4 separate regions of the Zea mays genome follow, and all the other regions are linked to region 3. Evidence: chromatin contacts called from public Hi-C data. All regions are on one chromosome and are shown on one strand. Each heading gives the region's core, a stretch centred on a gene start, on an enhancer-like site or on the middle of the called end of the contact. The rest is flanking DNA. Distances are from core to core; before and after follow the strand shown. Region 1 has its middle 54 kb from the start of LOC100282993. Region 2 holds the start of LOC103629310 (phospholipid-transporting ATPase 10). Region 3 holds the start of LOC103629308. Region 4 has its middle 180 kb from the start of LOC103629310.

The links. A called contact is a pair of places that touch in the nucleus more often than the background predicts.
Region 1: a Hi-C map of leaf shows a contact between it and region 3, with 7 times the contacts expected there. The contact joins the enhancer-like site here to the promoter of LOC103629308 in region 3. A contact is called at or near these places in 6 of 25 Hi-C or Micro-C datasets (bundle sheath, leaf and tassel).
Region 2: a Hi-C map of ear shows a contact between it and region 3, with 2.5 times the contacts expected there. The contact joins the promoter of LOC103629310 here to the promoter of LOC103629308 in region 3. A contact is called at or near these places in 6 of 25 Hi-C or Micro-C datasets (bundle sheath, ear, endosperm and 2 more).
Region 4: a contact with region 3 is called in a Hi-C map of bundle sheath, with 4 times the contacts expected there. The contact joins the enhancer-like site here to the promoter of LOC103629308 in region 3.

The regions. Positions count from the first base shown.
Region 1 is chr6:53,220,925-53,224,021 of Zm-B73-REFERENCE-NAM-5.0, reverse strand. No RefSeq gene overlaps it. Among protein-coding and RNA genes, the nearest start is that of LOC100282993, 54 kb to the right of the region's middle. Within about 2 kb of position 1,796, at least 7 of the 20 cell types and tissues checked have an H3K27ac peak or open chromatin away from gene starts, as enhancers often do. A contact at or near this core is called in bundle sheath and leaf, where this site is marked.
Region 2 is chr6:53,874,765-53,878,009 of Zm-B73-REFERENCE-NAM-5.0, reverse strand. LOC103629310 (phospholipid-transporting ATPase 10) reads left to right here and starts at 1,382. Exons shown (of 9, transcript XM_020540234.2): 1 at 1,382-2,329; 2 at 2,468-3,245. The coding sequence starts at 1,862.
Region 3 is chr6:53,559,044-53,562,017 of Zm-B73-REFERENCE-NAM-5.0, reverse strand. LOC103629308 reads right to left here and starts at 1,616. Exons shown (of 21, transcript XM_008650468.3): 1 at 1,214-1,616; 2 at 1,053-1,115; 3 at 613-890; 4 at 429-528; 5 at 262-339; 6 at 123-182; 7 at 1-2. The coding sequence starts at 1,366.
Region 4 is chr6:54,050,108-54,053,196 of Zm-B73-REFERENCE-NAM-5.0, reverse strand. No RefSeq gene overlaps it. Among protein-coding and RNA genes, the nearest start is that of LOC103629310, 180 kb to the right of the region's middle. Within about 2 kb of position 1,661, at least 17 of the 20 cell types and tissues checked have an H3K27ac peak or open chromatin away from gene starts, as enhancers often do. A contact at or near this core is called in bundle sheath, where this site is marked.

The sequences.
Region 1 (3,097 bases), core at 547-3,046, 340 kb after region 3:
TCCTTTAGGAGCTCTACATGAAATGATATGAACATGAATGCTTATGCTTATGCTTCTTGCAAATAAAATACTATAAATCATCACAAGACTATACTTCCTCTCAAAGGTGTAACCAAAACACAAAACAAAGGATTTACTAGCACAAAGACTCTAAATACTCTAATAACATAACCAAACTCTTCAACCATGCAAGGGAACCATGTCTCCATATCCAAGTACTCCATCAATACCTTAAGCAAGGATCTAACTCTCTAACATTGAACCCTATGAGCTATGGCTATTAAGAGACTAGAACACACAAAGCTCCAAAGTTAGGAGAAAAACACTAGACCATAGTGACAGTAACTGAAGCTGGTCTGCATTGCACATGCGTGATAGAGCTAGTTAGGACACCATTTACTTCCAAATTTATATAGTACCAAGACAAGCTACCACAAGTAAACTTGCTTACTAATACTTGGTCTCCAATTTTGCTACACAAAATATATCTCCTAACTGCATAGAACAACCCCAAGGAAACTCCAATGTTGAGCCAACGTACTGAAATGTCCAATTTTAGATGTCTGGAATAGCCTAACATCAACCTGACAACCTAACTTTAAGCAATATTTACACCTAGTTCTGTATAGCTCTAAGGTCAAATAGCTTAATCAAGTTTGTGCTCCTAGAACATATATACAAGGTTGCTATAATGACCAACAACTAAAAACTCATGGATTCAATGCTATAGTGCTTCAAAGTTGACCCCATTCACTGCAACCAGTTTCAGTTAACTGAAACAGGCACCCATTAAGTCTGTTGGAAGGATTTGCAACCTCATTTACTCTAATTTTCACACAAGAACAAATCCAACTCTTTATATGAAACATGTTCTCCTTCAAATGGTCTTTGACTGTGCTATAAGATTCTTAGTCCAAGACCTTATGGACTGGTCACAAAGTTGCTCCAAACTGGGAACCAAATATTAAAACTTTAGTTGCAGTTAATTGAATTCAGTTCAGAGAAAAATAAGCCTGACAGCACACCTTTAGGCACTAATTACTCCCAACTCTAAGTAGTGTCAAGGGCATAACCCTCACCAAATTTTACTCCCCTAACACTGGTATTCAAGTTTTCTATAGCAACTATAGTCTAAAACTACTTAGATTGGTCACAAAACACCTCCAAACTGAGTACCCAACACTGCAATTTCAGGTTTCAGATCTGAATAAAAATCTAGTCCAACTAACATGACAGTCCAAGTTCTCAGTGGGTGCATGAAACTGCTCGGGGAAGACGTACGTTGGCTGGTCGACGATGAAACTAAACACGGCGACGATTTGTGGTGGCACGACTATGTTCTGGCCACTATGAGGTGAAGGAGGTTGTGGCCGTGGTCACCACTAGCAGGGAGATAACGCGCTGTGCACAAGGGCTGACCGAGTTGGTGGCTGGGGAGAGAGGGCTATCTCTAGTATGGACACAAGAACTTCATATTCTTTGTTGTGGTCTGAGGGTAGAGCTCAAGACGGGGAGGTAATCCTCGCTGAAACCTACCCTATAAACACCTGAATATGGGGCAAGGTGGCCCTGCACCTGTCCAACATGCAGTGAGGAAATGTTTTGAGGGTGCCAACATTATATGAGCAACCCATATGTGGCTTTCATGCATCAATATCTCACCAGCTCGTAGCCACACCATATTCACTGAACCTGGTCAACTTAACCAGCCAAAATATCCCATGTCCAGTAAACACAGACAGAAGAATGATAAGTGAACACTCCACTGTGAGCAGACTCAACAGGCCCAACTTGATATTTCTGGGGTCTCCCTTTGTTGTCCACCCAAGTCTTATCTCAGCCTGAGCTCACCAGTTTAGGACAGCGGGGGAAGATCTTTTCTGCAACTCCAAACCTGATCCATAGTCAGATAGCTACTTTCCCCTCCACTATCTCCAGAACAGACCAACTCCTAGATATCTTTCTGCAGTGGGAAACCTTCAGCACCTAAGCTATGTACCTCGTCCCCACTAACACTTATCCCTATGAAAACTTAAACACATAGGTGAAGTTCAGCAGGATAGGGAGATTCTTGTTCAGACTACTAAATCAGCATTGAACTAGACTAAAACAGCCAATACTGCCATTGCAGAACCCCCTGTTTAATCCCTTCTATCTAATAAATCTCCTCACAACAGAGCTATATTTCTTAACTAACATTACTCTCCAACTATAGCCCTTTCTATTTGATATAACACTCCAGGGCTGAAACTACTCAGAACTGAAGTTGTGGTGTTCCAAACTATAGCAAAAACAACTAAACACTCAATTTCAGTTTTACTGATCAACCCACACTATCTCTGACATTGGAAATTGCAGCACCATTTTCTCCTAATTGTATACATTAGCCACACCAAGTCTTTGCATGAACTTGTTCTCCTATACCTAGTCTTTGACTTTGCTATGGGGTTCCCAATCTAATATCCCTTGGATCAATTACTACAGAGCTCCAAAATATGGTAAAAACTCACTGAATCTCACAGCAACAGTTAACTAGATCCACACCTCTAAAGTCTGACAGAGGAAATTGGGGTATACTTTACTCTCGGATTTGTGTAGAACCAAGTCCAACCCTCTTTATGAAACTTGTTCTCTGTACCATGGGCTCCAACTTTGCTATATAGTTCTTAGTTCAAAACTCCTTCATTTGGTTATAAAAGGACTCCAAACTAAGCATCAAACACTGATTTTCAGTTTGCAGTGAACTGAATACAGTTCAGTTTTAGCCACACACAGTCCAACTTTGAGCAAGCTTTACTCCACTTTTTATGTGGAACCAAACCAAACTTACTTAAAGGAACTTGTTCGCCATCATATGGGATTTAACTCCTCTATAAACACCACATCACAAAATTCCTTAGATTTGCCACAAAGAGGCTCCAAAAATAGCCATCAACACTGAATTTTTAGCTGCAGACCACTGTCCACCATCTGAAACTCTAGAAATCTGCCAAGCCCTATTTGGACCACCCTCCTTTTCCTAGTGGCATATACTTTGAATGGCAAGTTGCTTAATAAAGTTTATACTCCAACAGTCCCTCTACAAAATTTATATAGT
Region 2 (3,245 bases), core at 133-2,632, 320 kb before region 3:
GTAGGTCATAAACATCACACATACACATAAATGATATGTATATGGTTTTGTTTTGCTGAAATGTGATATCTCGTTTAGCTCGCGAGCTGGCTCGTTAACGAACCGAGCTAGGTTGTCAGATCATCTCGTGAAAAAGTTAAATGAGTCGAACCGAGCTGATCACGAACCTAGCGAGCCGACGAGCCACGAGCATTTCGTTCAGCACTATCTCCATCTAACACGTAAGCATTCGTTTTTAGAGTGTTTGGTTTCGGAACAAAGTGGGTTGGGTTGAAACCGACCCATTTTTGTGGGTTGGATCGGACCCGTTCCTTGTTTGGTTGAAGTGACGGGTTGAACACAATTTCTTGTTTGATTACAGGGTTGAAGTGGGTTGAAGCTGCACCGTCTCTTGTTTGGTTTCGTGATGAGGGATGAATTAAGGATGAACTGAATATGGTCACCTTCCTGATCACATTACCGCACTAAGAATGGTATCTTTAATTCCAAATGCTTCTCACCTTGTGGTGTCGGTAGGGGACATGGAGGTGGTATCGGTGGATGGTGGCAGGGGCTGGATCACGGCATAAACAACGTCGTTGGGAGGCGCGGACGGGGGTGTAGCGCGCTGGAGGACAGGTCGGTGGGGGCAGTCCGACGACGGGAGAACACACCGGCGCCGGAGGGCAGGGCGGCGGAGGACTCTGATGGCGGGCGTGGTCGGGGGTGCATCGCGTCGGAGGGCAGGCCGACGGGGGAGCCGATGACTGGATAACAGGTCGGCGGTGGCGGTGCGCCCTGCGCAGGCTGCGCTTGGGTGAAGATATGGTGTGACCGCGTGGGTGACATGAGGGGTGGAGAGGAAGTGGGTCGGAGTGGTTCGATTGTTTTTGAGGAACTCCTAGAATCCGCATTTTAAAGGGATATTTTGATCTGAAACCAACTTAACCTACTAGCCTTTTGAACCAAACATGAGTTGATGCAGGTTCAACCTGTTCCAACTCGTATCAACCCGTTAACAAACACACTGCTTTCTTTTGTGACTGGGTGGACGAATGAAGCGAGAGGACCAAGGGTCGGTAGGAGTCATAGAAATCGATAATTCCAATTCCTGATTAAAAAGTTGCTCTATGAAAAAAAATATTGTAGAACACATCAAAATTTTTTCCAAAAAAAAACGTAGTTGTAGCAGCAGCGCATTTGTTTGGCCGGTATCTTCTAGAAGATTGGAAGGGACATGGGGCGGCCAGGCAAGTCAACGATGACTGAGGGAGAGGAGAGGGAGCACTCCGGATTCAACAAATTCTTTCCAAGCAAACGCACGAGAGGTGGGCCATTTCCCATCTGCCATTTGGGGGGGTTGGTTGGCTACTACCCCTTGGTTTGTACTCCGTGTCCGTTTGGCGGGCGGGACAGAGACGGAGCCCCTCCCCCGTCTGCCTCGTCTTATTATTCTTCCTCCATTTTGAGTTGATTTGATTCAGTCTCCCCCTGGCTGCCAAACGCGGCCGGGCCATGCCATCCCTTCTTCTTGGTCTCTGCGCGGAGCTTTCCAAGCAACAAGAAAGCTGTTGCTCCTCCTAATCTCCTATCCTGTTGTACTAAGCAAAGCATATATTGACCACGCACGAACAGAGCGACCAATCCCCCTGTCCCCTCCCTTCCCCTTTTATTTGCGTGTTCCTTTCCTTCCCTCTCCTCTCCATCTCATCTGGGTTTCCGTTTGTCAGCTCAGCCGAGCTCCTTTAGTTTTTTTTTTCACTTAGGGATTCAATTGATTTGATTTGATTTTGATTCAAGGCGGCAGCCAGCAGCAGTAGCAGCTACTTCTTCTCCATTTGTAACCGCAGCAGGGATTTCCAGTATAACACAATACAATACAATGGCCGGCGAAGATGACGGCAACGCCACCAACGGCCGGCGGCGGCGGCGGAGGTCCGCCGTGCGCCTCAGCAAGCTCTACAGCTATGCGTGCGGCCGCCGGCCCAGCGTGGCCGACGACCACTCCGTGTCCAGGATAGGAGGCCCCGGCTTCTCCAGGGTGGTCACGGTCAACGCCGGCGGCGGCGAGCCTTCAGCGGCTGCAGCTGACCTGCTGCAGCAGCAGCAGCAGCAGATGGCCTCCAGCAACTCCATCTCCACCACCAAGTACAACCTCTTCACCTTCCTGCCCAAGTCCCTCTTCGAGCAGTTCCGCCGCGTCGCCAACATCTACTTCCTCCTCTCCGCCGGCATCGCCTACAGCCCCCTCGCCGCCTACAGCTCCTCCAGCGCCATTGCGCCGCTTGTCATCGTCCTCGTCGCCACCATGATCAAGGAGGCAATCGAAGACTGGAGGAGGAACCAGCAGGTACCGTACTACTATCCAACTTCACTTCAATTTCTTCTTCTTCTTCTTCTCTGTCAAAACAATTAATTTGATTGATTACATACTCGGTCTGTCTCGGTGAGTGAAATGAATCATGAAAGAATGAATGATCCGTTCCAGGACACGGAGGTGAACAACAGGAAGACTCAGGTCTTCCAGGTCAACAACATCGGCGGCGGCGGCGGCTTCCGCGATGCCAAATGGAAGGACATCCGCGTGGGCGACATCGTCAAGGTCCACAAGGACGAATTCTTCCCGGCTGACCTCGTCCTGCTCTCCTCTAGCTACGACGACGCCATCTGCTACGTGGAGACCATGAACCTGGACGGCGAGACCAACCTGAAGCTGAAGCAGTCCCTGGAGGCCACCTCCGCCTCGCTGCCGCCGGACGACGGCGCCAGCTTCGGGGCCTTCCGGGGCGCCGTCGTGCGGTGCGAGGACCCCAACGCGCACCTCTACACCTTCGTCGGGAACATCGAGATGGACGGCCGGCAGCACCCCCTGTCGCCGCAGCAGCTCCTGCTCAGGGACTCCAAGCTCCGCAACACCGACTTCGTGTACGGCGTCGTCGTGTTCACGGGGCAGGACACCAAGGTGATGCAGAACTCCATGAAGGTCCCGTCCAAGCGGAGCAACGTGGAGAAGAAGATGGACCGGGTCATGTACCTCCTCCTCTTCTCGCTCATCGTCATCTCGGTCGTCAGCTCCGTCTTCTTCGGCATCGCCACCAGAGACCACGGCAGGACCATGAGGAGATGGTACCTTAGGCCCGACGACACTGAGATCTACTACGACCCGAAACGGCCAGCGGTGGCAGCGGTGCTCCACTTCTTCACGGCCATAATGCTCTACGGCTACTTCATCCCCATCTCCCTGTACATCTCCATCGAGATCGTGA
Region 3 (2,974 bases), core at 367-2,866:
GCCTGCCCCACAAAAAAAGGAAAAAAATAAACACTTAAATCATAGTGCCATGACTCTAAGGTAGTAGTTTTTTTTTACAAACTCCAAGGTAGTACTTGATGCGTCATAAATAAAATGTTTACCATGCGCATATATGCAATGCGTTTTTCCAGGACATGTTTCTCATTAAGTATTTGGGCCTCCTGTTAAAATACACACGAGTGAAACACTACAGATTGAAGAAAGAACATTACAGGAAAAAGATTGTTAGTGTGTAGTCACCTTGACAGAGTAGTCAGAAAGATGCCTTCTCAGCTGTGCAATCTCCTCCCCTTGTTCTTTGACCTTAACAAGGAGATCCTGTGGAAGGAAATAAGCAGCTCAGCAAGAAGAGTGAATCAATCGATCAAAAAGTATGGCAACAGACACACGAAGCAAACAGTTGATACCTGCTTCCAGATGACGACGTTTGAGTTGAGGTCTGAAACAGGCAGTGCGCCTTGTCCGGATAAGTTGAGCCTAGAATCATAGTCTGTTTCTTTGTGGTGCCTGCAAGGAAAGGCTCAATGAAGGTAAGGAAACAGGGTAGTATGATATTAACAGAGGCTGGATTTGGAATGTGCTACTTGGTACCTAGTTGGTGAAAGGGATCGCGAAGACGGGGTAGATAGCTGAGATGGGAAAGCGCTATCGGGAGCGCTCGGTGATTTACGGGGAATTCCATTAGCCTGGTTGGCCTCAAGGTACTTGTGGTTGATGCCGGCATCCCCAGCTCCCCATTCGAAGGCCTCTGCTGCTGTAGCGGTAGTCCTGATGGGAGCAGTGGAGGAGGTGTCTGTGTGGGCACCAAGAGCGCGATCCTGATGGATACGGATCCCATGAGAGGAAGCTTGGTCTGTGGCTTCTGACCTCTGGTTAGGTCGGAGATGAGACGTACAGCACATTAGTTTCTATAGGCAAATGGAATGGCATGATAGAGCAAAAAGGAAATGATGAGTTGTGCTGTGCTGCACTAGTTAAGAGTATATGATTTGTTTGGATCGGGAAGGGGCGTCGAAATCGAATGTGCTTACAATTCTGTGGAGCTCCCGCGTCTTGAGCATCAGCTCGTCCTTCAACCGGCTGTTCTCCTCCAGCTGAAGAGAGATACAGGAGTGATGGGTCGCTTGTTCTAGTTGCAGCCGATTCCCTCAAATTGGCAGAGGCAGAGGCAGGAAGAGATTGGTACTGATACCTGCTGGCGGATGGTGGCCTCCGCGTCCTCCACGGCGCGCATCACCTGGAACAGGTTGTTGTTGCTGCTCTCCAGCGCAGCCGCGGCGGCGGTAGGAGACTCGGATACGGCGACCGCGGCGAGGCGGCGGCCGAGGTCGTCAGGATCGGCCATGGAGGATGCGAGGAAGGATAGGACGCGAAACCCTACGGCACTGCGCTACAGTAGACTCTGGAGGGAGCGGAGAGGGAAGGGGAGGGGAAACGGCTGCCCGGCCACAGCCCACAGGGTCTCTCTCCGCTGGACGGGGAGTGGGACGGACAGGGCAGGAGAGAGACTGAGAGAGACGGAGCAGCGAGGGAGAAGGACGCCGCCACATGACATGAGAGTGAGCCGCCCTTGATGAGTGTGAGGGACCGGACCGGACCGTTTGGATCTGGAGGCATTTTTTTTTTTGGTTGCAATGTTTGATTTAGGAATATTAAATACAATTTGATTAAAAAGCTAATTACATTAATAAATATTAAACGTTAAATCTAATTAGTGTATGATTCTCTAATGCTACAGTAAACAATTACTAATTAGTAGATTAATTGAGTTAAATAAATTTGTCTCGTATTTATTTAATTTGTGATTTTACTTTATGTAATATTTATAATTGGTACTCTAATGTTTAATGTGAAACCAACTAAAGGCGTATTTGGTTTATAGGTACTTTTTTTTAGTTCATTTTAGATCTATTTGGTTTCTTTAGTCACCTAACTAAGTTTAGTCACTAAATTATCTCATTTTGTTTCAGTGACTAAACCTAACTAAAGAATATTAATTGGTGCGAATAATAATTGTATTAACCCTATTAATTAGTGGTTGCTTGTTTTGTACCAAAAAAGATGAGAGGACAAATAAGGTAAAAATCATACTTTAATCCCTTTAGGATGTGTTTAGTTTGAGGTCAAAGTACGACCACGCCACCAAACCACCGCTTCGGTGTTCACCTCGATTTTTACATCGCTCCCTCGATTTTTTGGGACCACGCCACCACCAAAATTTGCTCCGGTGTTCACTAAAAGGATCACGATGCCCAAGAGGGGGTGAATTGGGCTTTTCTAGAATTCTAACAAAAGTTAAACCCTAAGAATGAGCCCAAATTCACCCAAACTACTAGCAACAAGTAAATACTACTAGATAGACAACAACACTAAGTCATTACTACAAATACTAACTAAGCAATTGCACAAAGTAAAATGCTCAAAGTAAATGTGAAATGTAAAGTAAGGGCAAGAAGACTCCTCCAATTTTTTGTCGAGATATCAAAGAGTCGGCACTCTTCTGTCACACCCGGTTTTGGAAGGCAAACCGAATGCGAACCATGTATGTGCCAGGATCAGAAACTCACGTACATAGCGATTACATAATTGGACATCATCACACATTGCTCAAAGTAAATAGTGGAAAGGTACTTTTATTACAATAAGATGTCTAAGACATCCACAGAGTCTAATACATAGCATAGTCATTAATATCATCAAAGTGCGGAAATACGAAACGTAGTAGATAAGGACTATACAGGCAGCTGACTGGGGGTTTGCCACTAAGAAAAACTAGAACTCGTCGTAGTCCTGAAACTCCTCAAAGTCCTCCATGTTGCCAGCATCTCCTCCTGAGCACTGAATACAGTGAGGACAACCTGGGGTGGGGGTGGTTTGTAAAGCAAGTGTGAGTACACATCAACGTACTCAGCAAATGTCCCGTTTGGCTAAAGTGGACTAGCTGTATGTGGGG
Region 4 (3,089 bases), core at 412-2,911, 490 kb before region 3:
TTATGAATATTATGCAATTTGAACCACCCAGTTTGGAGTTCATATGCAAAAGATTTGGAATTTACAAGTTTTGGAATTCAAAAACCCTAAATTAAACCTATTTATGCTATTAAAATAAAGCCTAGGGGTCTCTCTGCAAGAAACTAGGGACCCAGGTGCAAGAAAACTGGACTGTGAGTTCTAATTCCAGGGAACCGAGAGTTTCTTTTACAAAACAACCAATCGAAGGGGTATCGGGCTCCCTTGACTGTTGGATCTCGGATCAACGGCTGAGATTAGACCGGCGAGCGAGCGCGGGCGGGCGCTGTAAAGCCCAAAATTTGTACCAGAAAAAAATAATGATGTAAATGAATAAATATTATTGTGTAGGGTTTTAGGATTATGGATCCTTTGGAGATCATTTGATTTGCGCATATTCAATTAATGGAATAAAATTAGTCAAATGACAAATAAATAAATACAGGGTCCTTAATTATTGTATGGTTCATTATTTATTAAGTTTGTATGAAGAAATTTTTAGAGGAATATAATAATAAACAAATATGTGCTTTGCATCATGTTGGATTTTTGTTTGTGCATTTAAAAATTTGAGTGTCAATTTTAATACTAGATTCAATTTGATGTTTGAAGATTACAAACAAACAGAAAATGAAATGGCAAAAATAAAAGGGTGGGATGAACTGGTCGATTGGGCCAAATCCCTGTCCGAAGCTCGCCCAGCCGGCCCACACTCCTCGGCCCAATTTTTTCTGGCCAGCCGGCCCAGCAGCCATTTCCCCATGTTCTCACTGATAGGCGGGGCCCTCTCGCCAGTCTCTGTCTGTGTTGCGCACGCGCATCGCGCGCTCCGCCGTGGCACCGACCTACGGGCCCCGGTTGCAAGTAACCACATGCACACCTAAACCAGTCTCGTCACTCGCTGCCTCGTGGGGTCTGGTGCACAGGGTGATCCTCTACCTCTGTAGCGAACACAAACAGCAATAGACTCAACGCAGATTGCGCCTAGGATCCTCATCTCGTATGTCGTATCTGACCTCTATCCCCTCAGCCGTGTTTCCTCGGGGCAGAGTCCGCCTGCGGGGGCATAAAATGCGTCATCCACCCTCTCGCCAATGCCGATGGTGCTAGCCTGATGGATCGCTTGCCTCTTTCCGTGAGGAAACCATTACCAGTGGCGGGCGACGCACCACGGCATGCCTACACCAGTGCTTGATCCTTGGGAATCGCCTAGAAGACTTTCCAGGGGTGATGCAAGGCCGTGCGTGGAGGCTTTGTGAAACCCAAATTCGACGTGGGCAGCCTCAGACCATGGAGTTTCCTTGCCGGTGCGGGTCTTTCCGCGGTGCCACAAGCCCACAACCCCGACTGGACCAAGCCTCGGTGCGCACGACTCACGGTAAGAAACTCTCCGCGTAGTCCTCCCTGCCATTTCCTTTGCGTGACTGCGGGCGATTTGGAATTTTGGTGTTTAAGCGTGAACTTCTGGGCCACGGCAATGGCGCCACCGCAGGGTGACCTGCGCCGCATGTGTGAGCTTTGGTTGGTGAGTAGAGGAGGATGGAAGGTCCTGGCCCGTCGATCTATCACTGGACGGTGGAGATCAAGCTGAAGCATACCTCTTCACTCTATCGAATGTGATCCATGGGATGGGGATCGGATGGACCTGGTCTCGTAACGGTAAGAAGACCTAATCGGTGCCATCGATTTATGATCCAACGGCCGGTTGAGAGTGTGGGAGCATTTAAGAAGAATGATCTAATCTGGGCGCTTGATGGGCGATCTGACGGCCCATAATGCACCGTACCCCTTCGTCGTGCCTAGTTTGCAAACGAGACCCTGCATTAATAGTTTATCAACCCGCGATCCTCGTGCGGGTGTAGCCAGAGTCTTGTAGATCTTTTGAATTTTCCCTCGTGTCTCACTGTATTATTGCACGCAACCAGGAAACAGAGAAAATCAGATAATAAAATTTAGAAAATGATTTTAATACAAAAATAATTCCAGAAACTTGTATAATTCATATTTAATTCATTTTAACTCCAAATTGATTCATTCCAGTGGCATTAATTTTGTTTTAATATCGTTTATTATCTAGTAACCTTATTTTAGTATGAAACATATGGTTAAATTTATGCGCTTGATTTGTTTTGTATCTACCACTTAAAACTTCAGAAAATTATAATTAATTCATTTTAACTCTGTTTCAATCCGTTCAAGTTGCGTTAGCTTCATAAAGATATTGTTCATGTAGTAACAACATTAATTATACCATAACACATACTTTTATAGTTAGATATTTATTTATCCTTTGTCTACTAGATTAACTCCAGTAATCTAGGTTAATCTCTCTATATATAATCTGGGTAATAGGTAATCCCTAATCAAATTATAATCTAGATTAAAGTTGGATTAGTTATTCAGAATATATTTTTCTCATATATTGTAGAATAAACAATTTATAATTCAATTTAATATTCCAACCACATAGATCTTCCATAAATCATAACTCGATAACCATAACTCTGATTTTAGTGGTTCGCTAACCCACGATCTCGTAGCGACGTTGAAAGTCGCTGTCACACCCGGTTTTAGAAGGCAAACTGAATGCGAACCATGTACGTGCCAGGATCAGTTATTCACGTACACAGCAGTTACATAACATGGACATCATCACACAGTGCTCAAAATAGTATTAAAAGGGAAGTAATAGTCGATTACATCATACGTCTGAGACGTCCATATAGTTCTTACAATAAATCAAAGTGCGGAAAAGAAACGTAGATAAACGAGGCCTTCACAGGCAGCCGACTGGGGGTTGCCGCTAACCCACGCCTAGAACTCGTCGTAGTCTTGGAACTCCTGGAAGTCTCCTTCCACAGCTTCATCTTCGCCTGAGCAGTGGTTGCAATGCTGACAACCTGGGGATGGGGGGTTTGGTGTGTAGAGCAAGGGTGAGTACACATCAACATACTCAGCAAGTATCCTGTTTGGCTGTAGTGGACTAGCTTTATGTGGGGATAAGTCAAGCAGTTGCTTTTAGTTGGTCAGATTATTATTACTAGTAGAGAAAGCCAAGTTTTAGCATTAAC